Regions from separate parts of the Triticum aestivum genome. Here region 2 is linked to region 1. Evidence: chromatin contacts called from public Hi-C data. All regions are on one chromosome and are shown on one strand. Each heading gives the region's core, a stretch centred on a gene start, on an enhancer-like site or on the middle of the called end of the contact. The rest is flanking DNA. Distances are from core to core; before and after follow the strand shown.

The links. Hi-C and Micro-C count contacts between places; a contact is called where the count stands out from the background.
Region 2: a Hi-C map of leaf shows a contact between it and region 1, with 4 times the contacts expected there. The contact joins the promoter of LOC123052014 here to the promoter of LOC123052009 in region 1. A contact is called at or near these places in 3 of 5 Hi-C or Micro-C datasets (all in leaf).

Annotation. Positions count from the first base shown.
Region 1 is chr2D:113,512,178-113,517,497 of IWGSC CS RefSeq v2.1, forward strand. LOC123052009 (probable inactive receptor kinase At5g10020) reads left to right here and starts at 2,454. Exons shown (of 3, transcript XM_044475028.1): 1 at 2,454-3,539; 2 at 4,378-5,320. The coding sequence starts at 2,606.
Region 2 is chr2D:113,689,091-113,694,410 of IWGSC CS RefSeq v2.1, forward strand. It overlaps LOC123052014, which reads right to left and starts at 2,698. Exons shown (of 12, transcript XM_044475037.1): 1 at 2,403-2,698; 2 at 2,185-2,272; 3 at 1,805-1,904; 4 at 1,645-1,718; 5 at 1,373-1,441; 6 at 1,178-1,255; 7 at 760-884; 8 at 219-291. The coding sequence starts at 2,506.

The DNA of each region.
Region 1 (5,320 bases), core at 1,204-3,703:
ACTTAATTCCCCCGCACAAATCAGCAGTACAGTACACCAGCCAAAGGCCAAGCATGTTCCAAACCAACTGACCACCGTCGGATTGCACCGATGACAAACCATGAAACCAATCTGTTACCACCTAACCACGCAGCGAACCTTCGCAGGCACTTCACAGCGACGACACAAAGGGAATCAAATGCGTGTGTATTAGGCGCCTGAAATTAACAATTGGTTGATAATACCATGCTTAATCCTCACGAAAATCGCACTCTTTCCGCGTTTCCGCATCCCGCGCGGCGCATAATGAATGCGGCCATGAGCCCGATCAGATTAAGTAATCTCTCTGGACAGCTACCAGGCTGCACCCAACACATGGCCGGATGCTGATTGCGAGTTAAGCTTGGTCGTTAGTATTTCACTGATATCATCACGCAAAATTCCATGCAGGATTTCATTTTCCAGCTCAGGATTCGGGAGGGAGGAAGGAGGGATATTTGACTTGTGCAGTCAGGTCCAATCATGCCTGCCTGCTGGGCCCCTCTACGAAACGAAACTGGAGCCATATCCTCTGCCCTGACCTAGCGCTGATTAAGCTTCACGTTCTAGTTTTTCCTCCCCGCTTGTGGTATCCTTTTTGCACCACTGGCGTCTCTGTCATGGACAACTCGGACCTTGATGGCGAGAAACTCCAAGCCCGGAAGCCCATCACTCTCCCGGATCGGCTGATTAGTGCTGCGCGCCGAGTCATTTTCATAGCCCTGCTTCCTCCTAACAACAGGCATTCCGGATCAAATCCCCCACGTAGTACTACCATCAACATTTATTTTCTCATTTTTCTTCCATTCTTAATAAAGCATAAAAGAGTCATGTTAAATGTGTTTTTTTAGCAAAAAGCCTAACCAAGCAAACCGTCTTCAGAAAGCTAGAGCTCAGGAAAAACGTCTTCAGAAATCACTGCATTTTTATTCTTTTTGCATGGTCAGGGGGGCAGGAGAAACATGTCCTGTACATCGGCAGCGTTAAGCCTTCCCTTCAGATGTGCGCGAGGGATAAAAACTCCACCTGGTGGTACACAAAGTTTATCATTGGGCATGTGGACAGGCTCCTGAATCTAAGCTCCGTGTCTTGCTAAAACTGAAAGGTACTGAAATAAATACTACTGCTACTGCACTCCAACTCCCCCTGTTAATTATCATCATGCCATGCCATCATTCACGTTGATTTTGCTTGTAAACTTCTGTTGAGTTGTTACTGAATTTTTTATCTACCGGCATGTTCTGTTGTTGAGTGGTCTGAGGAAAGCATGGGGAGGTAGAAAAAAGAGGGGAAGGAGGGAAAGAAAGCAATGGAGAAGCAGGAAGGCAGCGCAGGTGAGCTGGAGGAAAGGGGTCAAAGTCTGAACCAGCCTCGCGTCGCCTCGCCTAGGGGCATGTGGGGCGCTTGCTTTCCTACCAGTACCCGGTGTCTGCACACATCATTTGCTTAGATTCTTTTTCTCATTTCTCTCTCCCTCTTTTGCCATCTTGATTTGGGAGGCCATTATTATTTTTCTGCCTTCTTGATTGTTTACAACCTTGCTGATGTTTTCTACTTCCTCCGTTCCTAAATATAAGTCTTTGTAGAGGTTCCACTAGAAACCACATACGGATGTATATAGATACATTTTAAGTATAGATTCATTCATTTTGCTTTGTATGTAGTCCATCTAGTGGAATCTCTATAAAGACTTATATTTAGGAACTGAGGGAGTATACTACAACATGATTCTGTTTTTTTTTTAATTTTCCTTTCTTGAATAGGTGCCATATCGGAGAGAAAACTGAACATTTCTTCTGCTTTATGGTACCGTTTTGTTAAATCGAGGTTTCGGATTGTAATGAGTGTGACATGTGATTTGGTGCCGTCCATTTATAACAAAATTTGTTTCCAAGCGCTTTCCACATTCCTAGCATTTGTGTTGACATCATGTGATGCACCTTGTCTGCTAACACTCGAGACATTTTCTTCTCTCATACAACCAGAAAAAATCCAGCACGCAGGAGCCAACTACAGGTCACCCTGCATCTCATGTTACCCTTTTCATGACCCATCCCATTGCCGTCCAGTAGTAAAAACTGGATGTAAAACACATGAAGAAAACTAGCAACTACGTACCACTAAAATAAGTTTATCTTATAACCTTTTTCAGGTTAGAGAAACTCATTATACAAGTTGCTATACTACTAGCTGCAAAAGTGCCAAGCACTAGACTATTAATAGATAAGCACTGCTTAATCCACACCCATAAGAGTAGGAATAATTCTATACTATAGTTTACACAGTGACAGAGAAGTAAACAGCGGGTCACAGCTAAGGTAAACACCAGCAACAGAGCAACCACTTGTAACTTTCCAGTCTGTAATGGACACCTCTCTCTCCCCTCGCCGTTATTATTACCATCCATCCCCTTCCGTTTCCAAAAATTTGGCCTTTCTCAGAGCACATCTCCTCCACCCCCACCCCCCAGACCTCTCACACACCCACGCGCAGGCGCTCCAGCCCCCTCCAATGGCCGCCGCTGCCGCCCCCCGCCGCTGCTCCCAACCCTAACCCTAGCCGCAGCCTGTTTCCACAGCCCGCGTCCATGGCCGCGCTCCACGTTTTCTTGCTTCTGCTGGTGTTCGGCGGCGGCGGCAGCGGCGCCAGGGGCGACGACGTGTCCGCGCTGCTCGAGTTCAAGAAGGGCATCTCGGACCGGCGGCGCGACCCGGTGCTGGGATCCTGGTCGCGGCCGGACGCGCCCGAGGCCGGCGCCGGCGGGGGCGCGTGCCCCGCGCGGTGGCGCGGCGTGGTGTGCGACGGCGGCGCCGTCGTCGCCATCGCGCTCGACGGGCTCGGCCTCGCCGGGGAGCTCAAGGTGGGCACGCTCGCCGGCATGCGCGGCCTGCAGAACCTCTCCCTCGCCGGCAACGCCTTCTCCGGCCGCCTGCCCCCCGCCATCGGCTACCTCTCCTCGCTGCGCCACCTCGACCTCTCCGGCAACCGCTTCTACGGGCCCATCCCCGGCCGCCTCGCCGACCTCTCCGGCCTCGTCCACCTCAACCTCTCCTACAACAACTTCACCTCCGGCTTCCCCACCGATGGGATCCGGGAGCTGCAGAACCTGCGCCGCATCGACCTCCGCCGCAACTCCTTCTGGGGCAATGTCAGCGATCTGCTCGCCGAGCTCCGCAACGCCGAGCACATTGATCTCAGCGACAACCAGTTCACCGGGGCCGTCGATTTGGAGCTCGCCAGCCTGACCAGCATCGGGAACACGGCCAGGTACATGAACCTCAGCCACAACAGGCTGGCCGGCGGCTTCTTCAGGAACGAGACCGTGGGGGCGTTCAAGAACCTGGAGGTCCTTGATTTGAGCAACACCGGGATCGCCGGGATGGTTCCGAGGCTCGATTCGTGGTTCTCACTGTCGGTCTTCAGGGTGGCCGGTAATGGCCTCTTTGGGATGATGCCTGAGACACTCCTGCATAATTCGATGCGGCTTCTCGAGGTCGATCTCAGCCGGAACGGCTTCTCAGGTATCTCACCCTTTTCCCAGTGAGTGAATGAATACATATATTGTTGAATTGTCACGATCTACTAGTAGCATGAATCTGAACCCAAGTTGGAATAGTGGTGATGTTGGCTACCTGTTCCTTGAACTTTGGATGCCTTGCCAATGCTGATGCCCAGTGAGCTCCCACAGTGTTGTTGTACTTGGATCACAAGCACCGAGTTAGGTGCTTAGCATTGGTGGCATTCGCAACGCAAATGTTTCTAATGCCGGCAAATTCCTCGTGCACAGATTCTTTGCTGCATCTTGAATCTGGACATGCCTGTTTGCTTGGAGGATTCCATGAGCATACCAAACATTTGGCTCTCGTGTGAATTTCGCATGTCGTTTTCTGCCAAAAAAATTGTCGCGACTCGGAAAATCATGACATTTGCATTTGCATGCTGATGACCAGCAACCGTTTGCTCGCATGCATGACTAGCCTATACCTTATTTTAACTTCTTTTTTTGGTCTTTCTCGCGTGGGTGGTTTACAAGATGTCATGCTAGCAATAAATTTTATAGAAGTGTGGACTAGTATTAACCCCGAAAAAACTGATTGACTCTTGCATGCTTAGGAGGAAAATTGTCATGTTGACGCTTCGTTTCTTCCGTGCTAGACTTGTTCCTGGATCTATTCCAGCTAAGTAGCTAATATGACTTTATGCAATGCGACTATTTCAGTGCTATCACAACAGATCGTATGCTATTGCAAATATATAGGGACAGCTTTCATGACTAGTGAGCATGCAGTAGTTTCGAACTTTGAATAATTGCCATATGTCTACAGCTGTAATTGACTTGTGTGCCTTGTAATTTTGCAGGATCAGTGCCAGTTGTGAACTCTACGACTTTGAAAATGTTGAATCTCTCTTCGAATGTGCTATCAGGTTCATTACCAGCCACTGTCGGCAAGTGTGTCTCAGTTGATCTGAGTGGGAACCTGCTTTCTGGGGAATTAGCTATTTTGCGTTCTTGGGATAGCGTAGTGGAGGTGATTGACTTGAGTTCAAACAAGCTGGAGGGGAGCTACCCGAATGATGCCTCTCAGTTTCAGAACTTAGTTACCCTGAAGTTGCAGAACAATTCGTTGAAGGGATCTGTCCCTTCAGTGTTGGGAACCTATCAAAAGCTATCTTTCCTTGATCTCAGTCTGAATGCACTTGGTGGCCCTGTTTTGCCTGTTTTTATTCTGTCGCCTACTCTTACAGTGTTGAACCTTTCTGGAAACAACTTCTCTGGGACTATTCCATTTCAGAGCCCTCATTCAACAGAGTCCATAATGCTATCTTCTCAACCTTCTCTCAAGATTGTTGATCTGTCCAGCAATTCTTTATCTGGTCAGTTGCCACCAGAAATTTCTAACCTGCAAAGACTTGAGTCCCTTACTCTTGCGATGAACGAGTTGTCTGGCGAGATACCAGATGAGATAAACAAGCTTCAAGGATTGGAGTATCTTGATCTATCTCACAATCACTTCAGTGGCAGAATTCCTGATATGCCTCAGGCTGATTTGAAGATGTTCAATGTATCTTACAATGATCTACGAGGAACTATTCCTAAAAGTCTTGAGAAGTTTCCCATAACTTGCTTTAGACCCGGAAATGACTTTCTAATTTTCCCAGATGGTCTGCCTGCTCCAAATAATGGCGATGGTGGACTTGCACAGAGTCGAGCGTCTCAGTCTCATGGACATAAGGCTGGTGTTAAAGTTGCAGTCATAGTTGGCTGCATTGGAGGTGTCTTGCTCGTGATCTTCATAGTATT
Region 2 (5,320 bases), core at 1,448-3,947, 180 kb after region 1:
AAGGTTCTACGCTCGGCTTATACAAGTTATATATCCACAGAGATATTCTCGGCAAAATAACTACAATTACAGGACAAGAATGACCGTTGTTATTCATACTACTTAGAAGTTTATATTGTTTGACCGACAGGATTGAATGATTGTATCTTCAGATGTAGCATGCTAACTTCAAGAGCAAGCTTATGACAACAGATTAAGAGCACATAGTTGGATCTTACCCCAAAACCGGCTACATGAAGGGCTGGTGCGGATAGGATATGAATTGCAATGCTGAGGACTTGCAACATGTACCTGTCACAAAAGGAAAATTATGTTACCCAACATTCAGAACCAAATGCACACAGTACTAAATGCAAACTGTTCTCAAACAATCTGTCTAGCCCAATAAAATAATATTACAATAACACAAAACATGTTAGTCTTGTTGGTCACAACTCACAAATAGGACTGTTAGACTCCATATGTAACTTCTTGCCCTGATTTTTCACTTGCATAAACTAATGAAAATCAAATGCATTTCTCTATGGTCTACGCTCTGATTTTTTTTAGAAACAAACAATCTTATATAAGATATTTACATGATTAAACAGAATGCGGAAGGGTGCAATTTACTTACGACCATGAATCATAAAAGAATGGACATTCATTTAATCATTCTGGTAATCAAGAGCATAGTGTTACAGCTAGGTAAAAAGGTGAATTGGAGACTATAAATATCAGAACAACTAATAAGTAGTAGTTTGAGGAAAGAAGTATAACCCCAAGGAAGCTGATAACTCCTCTGATGGAACTGAATGTGGATCGAGACCACGAGGTAGACGAACACCACATATAACATCGTACGGATCACTGTGACCATCCTTCTTTTCTCCATCTATAATAGCCTACAAATTGAAAATTGGGTATATAAATCTTTGTCTATGCATGGTAATTCAGGTAGCATTAATATCAAATTAATCATTTTTATGTGAAAAATTTAGTAGGTGAATATGCAACAATTAAATTATTAACATATAAAGCTAGTGTGTGAAATATGTAGAAGTAAATTAGTTACAGTCACATGCTCTAAATATGAGCAAAGTTGAATGCAACTGAAGTTCTCACTAGGAATCTCAAAATATACATATATAGGGAGAAAACACAAAGCCACTAAAACAGACAAGACCATAATACTTACTCGCCTCATTGGGAACAACCTGCAAAGCTGCTTTACAGCTTTGGACTGACGTTTCAGACGTTCGGAGGTTGTTGCCATCTGCCACAAAAGTGTAAATATTTCAATTACAGAGAATACCAAAACAGACAGACATAATCGCATAAATGATGGATATTGAATAATAAGTAAGAAATGAAGAGGCATGTTAGGACTTACAAGACCCATCTGTGCTGCTTTCATGGCATTGGTGTGCATCGTTGATGAATCGGTTTGCTTCGTTTTTAGCTGAAGATGGTGGAAAAGATACATTCAGGATCAGTAATTTCTTAGTACTCCCTCAGATCCATATTACTTGTTCCTCAAACGGAGGTATCTAGGACCGAAATACGTCTAGATACATCCGTTTGAGCGACAAGTAATATGGATCGGAGGGAGTAGTGAATTTCACATTTCATCAAAGAGAAACACTGAGAAAGAAATAATTTTACCGTGATAAAGGCCACATTCAATGTACCACTTTTCACCTTGAGATCACTCGATGCCTGCTTGATCTTCATCTTCTCTGCAAACACATTAATTACCACAACTCAGTACCGCAAACTGGCAACTGGTAACAAGATACAATCCGCAAGAGTAAAAGAGATTAACCTAACGCAGTTCGACTCTTTAACTCGCTGAGCCGATCCCTCAGCTCCTTGATGTCGTGAGCTTTGCTCAGTTTCCACATCCTCTGCTCCTCCGCTTTCCTCTGCCAGAAATAGACGAAACAGGCCAAAGTTATACTCTGTCTGTGCTACTTTTCATTCGAAACATATAATATTTCTGTACCGTTCTCCAACACCAATTGTAAAATGATAAAATGTGAGCTACAAATCACTCTAGGTCCAGCCATGTAACGGGCAATAGATTCCAGACCCGAGGCACAAACACAAGGAGACTGCCAAACCGAGAGACCGAAACCCAAACTAGTTTTAGTACTGAATTGGAGAGGACGGGCGAGTCGGGCACAGCGAGAGCGACGGATCAACCTTGGCCTCGAGGCGCGCGGCGATGCGAGACTGGAGGGTGTCGCGGAGGTTCCTCCTCAGGCGCAGCGTCGCGTGGTACTCGAACAGCCTGCGCAGACCAAAAAAAAAATCCGACGCGGAGGCGGGGGGCGGGCGAGGGTCAGGCCGGGGAGAGGGCGAGCTTCGATCGAATCGGGGTTGGACGGACGGGCGGCGGGGCGGGGCGGAGAAGAGCGTACCTCGTGTTGACGCACGCGGCGCAGCAGGAGGGGAGGTTGGATCCCTCGCAGAGCGCGCAGCTGCTGCTGGTGCTGCCGCTGCTGGCCCGCCGGGAGGTCATCATCTCGCGGCGATTCGAAGGGCGGCGGTCGCGGATTCCTGGTTGCCCGGTGCGCGGTGGCGGCGAGGCGACGGCGAGGTCGTGACGGGGGTAAGCCGTTTGCGTGCGTGGGGAAGGGGATGCGGGGTGGAGGAGAGAGAGAGAGCTAACTTGCGTGGGTGTACAGAGAAAGAGTCGGCGACGAGGACAAAGCCTTTTCCTGTTACAACTGGTATTGGGCTGATATTTAATATGACGCGCCGTGGCCCGTGAACGAGTACTTTTCTTGGCCCAACATGACTCGTGTTTTGCCACTAAAATAACAGATTTGCTTCTTGAGTGAGAGGACAATCCCTCAAAAAAATGTCAAAGAGAATGATCATCTTTTGCAGATTGTGAACTCCCTTGTACTCCCTCCGTTCCAAAATAGATGACCCAACTTTATACTAACTTTAGTACAAAGTTGGGTCATCTATTTTGGGAACGGAGGGAGTATGAAGTTGGTAAATCACTGAAAGACGTTCATCAATCCGACTTGCTAAAATTAGCCGGCCCCGCATTGCTCCGCACGAGCGACGCGGGTGGTGAGCCCTAGCCTCCACTGGGAAACCAACTCATTCTTGCCATCGTCGGGGCAAAGCCCGTGCGGCAGTAGGGCATCTGCTCCTTGTGTTGTCATTCCATGGTCGGATCATGTTGTTGTTGGCATGTGGGTCGATGAGCAGGAGGCGGCGTGTGACCGCGACGTGGCGATGTGGGAGTGCTCACTCGGCAGTGTTGGTACAGCGGCAGCGAGTATGTGCTCTTTCCCTAGGCACTGGTCCGATGACAACATATAGTAACATCCTTTTCACTGCCAATGATATAACCTTTCGCACACAAAACATTTTGCTTTACCTGGGTGATCCGTATCTTGGTACTCTTGATATTGGTATCCCCGCATCATGCTTCCCCTAAATATTGTCTATAGTCGCCTCCCCTCTATAGTCGATACATGCAGTCCTTCTCCCTCCTATCTTTTTATGCATGCTAGATCTGGACATGAATGGATTTGTCGGCGTGATGGTGAGGATGCGAGAGAGCAACGCCAGATATGCGTGTGTATGAGAGAGAGATATGAGGGAAGTGGTCGCCATATTTTCCTACATTTAAAAAAAATAAGGAACATTATTCTTAAAATCTTTGTCCAGGCTCACGAACAGGTCGCCATAGGAGCGCAACACACCTACTGTAGGACATCGACCCGTTCATGCGCCTGGTCAGGAACACGGTACCCTCTCAATCCCAACGAGTCACGTGCAGGGTGTCCGACAGGGACATCTTTTTCTTTCGTTTCTTTTTCACATATTAATTTGTGCTTTCTCTATTTTCAGGATTGCTCTAAAAAACAAAATAAGTTGGGTTTATACTTCTAATTATTAAAGAAGTTCGTGAAACAAAAAAAGGGTCGTGGATATAAAAATTGTTCATGAATTGGAATTTGTTTGCATAATTGAATTTTGTTTGTGAATTTGAAAATATTCACGAACATAAAATTTTGTTCATGAATTCAAAAAAGTTGTGAACAAAAATGTTTGAGAATATAAAAATTGTTCGTGGATTCAACAGAAAACACAAATTCAGAAGAAAAAAATGTTCGCAAATATGAAAACATTATTGAATCCAGAAAAAATCTCAAAATTTAGAAAGTGCACAAATTCAAGACAATTCACGAATTTTAAAAATATCTTCGAATTAATAAAAACATGTATATGAAAAAAATATTTTGAATTTTTTTCATGAATTAATAAACTCAAAAATCAAGAAAATGTGAAAAGGCAGAAAAAAAGAGAAGATAAAAACTTTCGGGAAGATTCCCAAAATGGTTCCTAGTTCTGGACGCGAACAGCTCCAGGTTACGAAAAAGCGACCAGGGTGCTTAGTGGACCGCAACCCAAGTAGGACCGCCAGTTGGCAAGCCCTTACCTAGTGCTATAGTAATGACCGAGATGCATCCAATAGATCTATACGTCCAGAACATCCATGTTGCATCAGATTGCAAGGTGGTGATAGATGATGTGAGGAATGGCACGTCTGCAGCTTATGGATCAGTCATCAAAGAAATTATAGATAGGTCTTCAGATTTTCATTTTTGTAACATAGTTCATGAATTTAGGAGCTCAAATTTTGAAACTCACAAACTTGCAAAGCACGCACTTTCTCTCGAGGTTGGCCGCCATGTTTGGTTAGGACATCCCGGGAATCTTTCTTTCGTCCCTGTAAACATTGTGACGGTTTAATAAAGGCTTTGCGAGTTAGTCTCAAAAAAAAAGTAATGACCGAGATGCAACAAAGTTAAGGAGAGAAGCTTGGCTAGATGGTTCCTCTGGATCGTCCAGTAATGACCGAGATGCGGCATCATGGAAGTTGCTATGGAAAACACCAGTCCCCGGAAAGATACGTATGTTTCTTTGGAGGCTAGCAAAGAACTCGCTGCCAACAGAGGATGTTAGAGCTCATCGAAAAATGTCCACTACAAACTCATGTGCATTATGTGGAGTTGTGGATTCTTTGAGACATTCTTTTCTTGAATGTACCATGGCGAGGTGTGTTTGGGCACTCGTCAATGGGGAGCTAGCGGAACACTTGTGTGAACACAACGGAGCCTAGTGCAAGGCAATGGTTGTTTTCGATGATTGAGAGTTTGAGACACTATCACATGGATCCTTCGTCAGGCTCTCGGTGACAGATTATCCATGAGGAAGTTTGTCAACACCCTTCGGCCACACACCTTTTCATCAACAGGTTCATAGCAGATCTCGAGTTAATCCCGCAAAAGGTGGTAAGAAACCGAGTTGC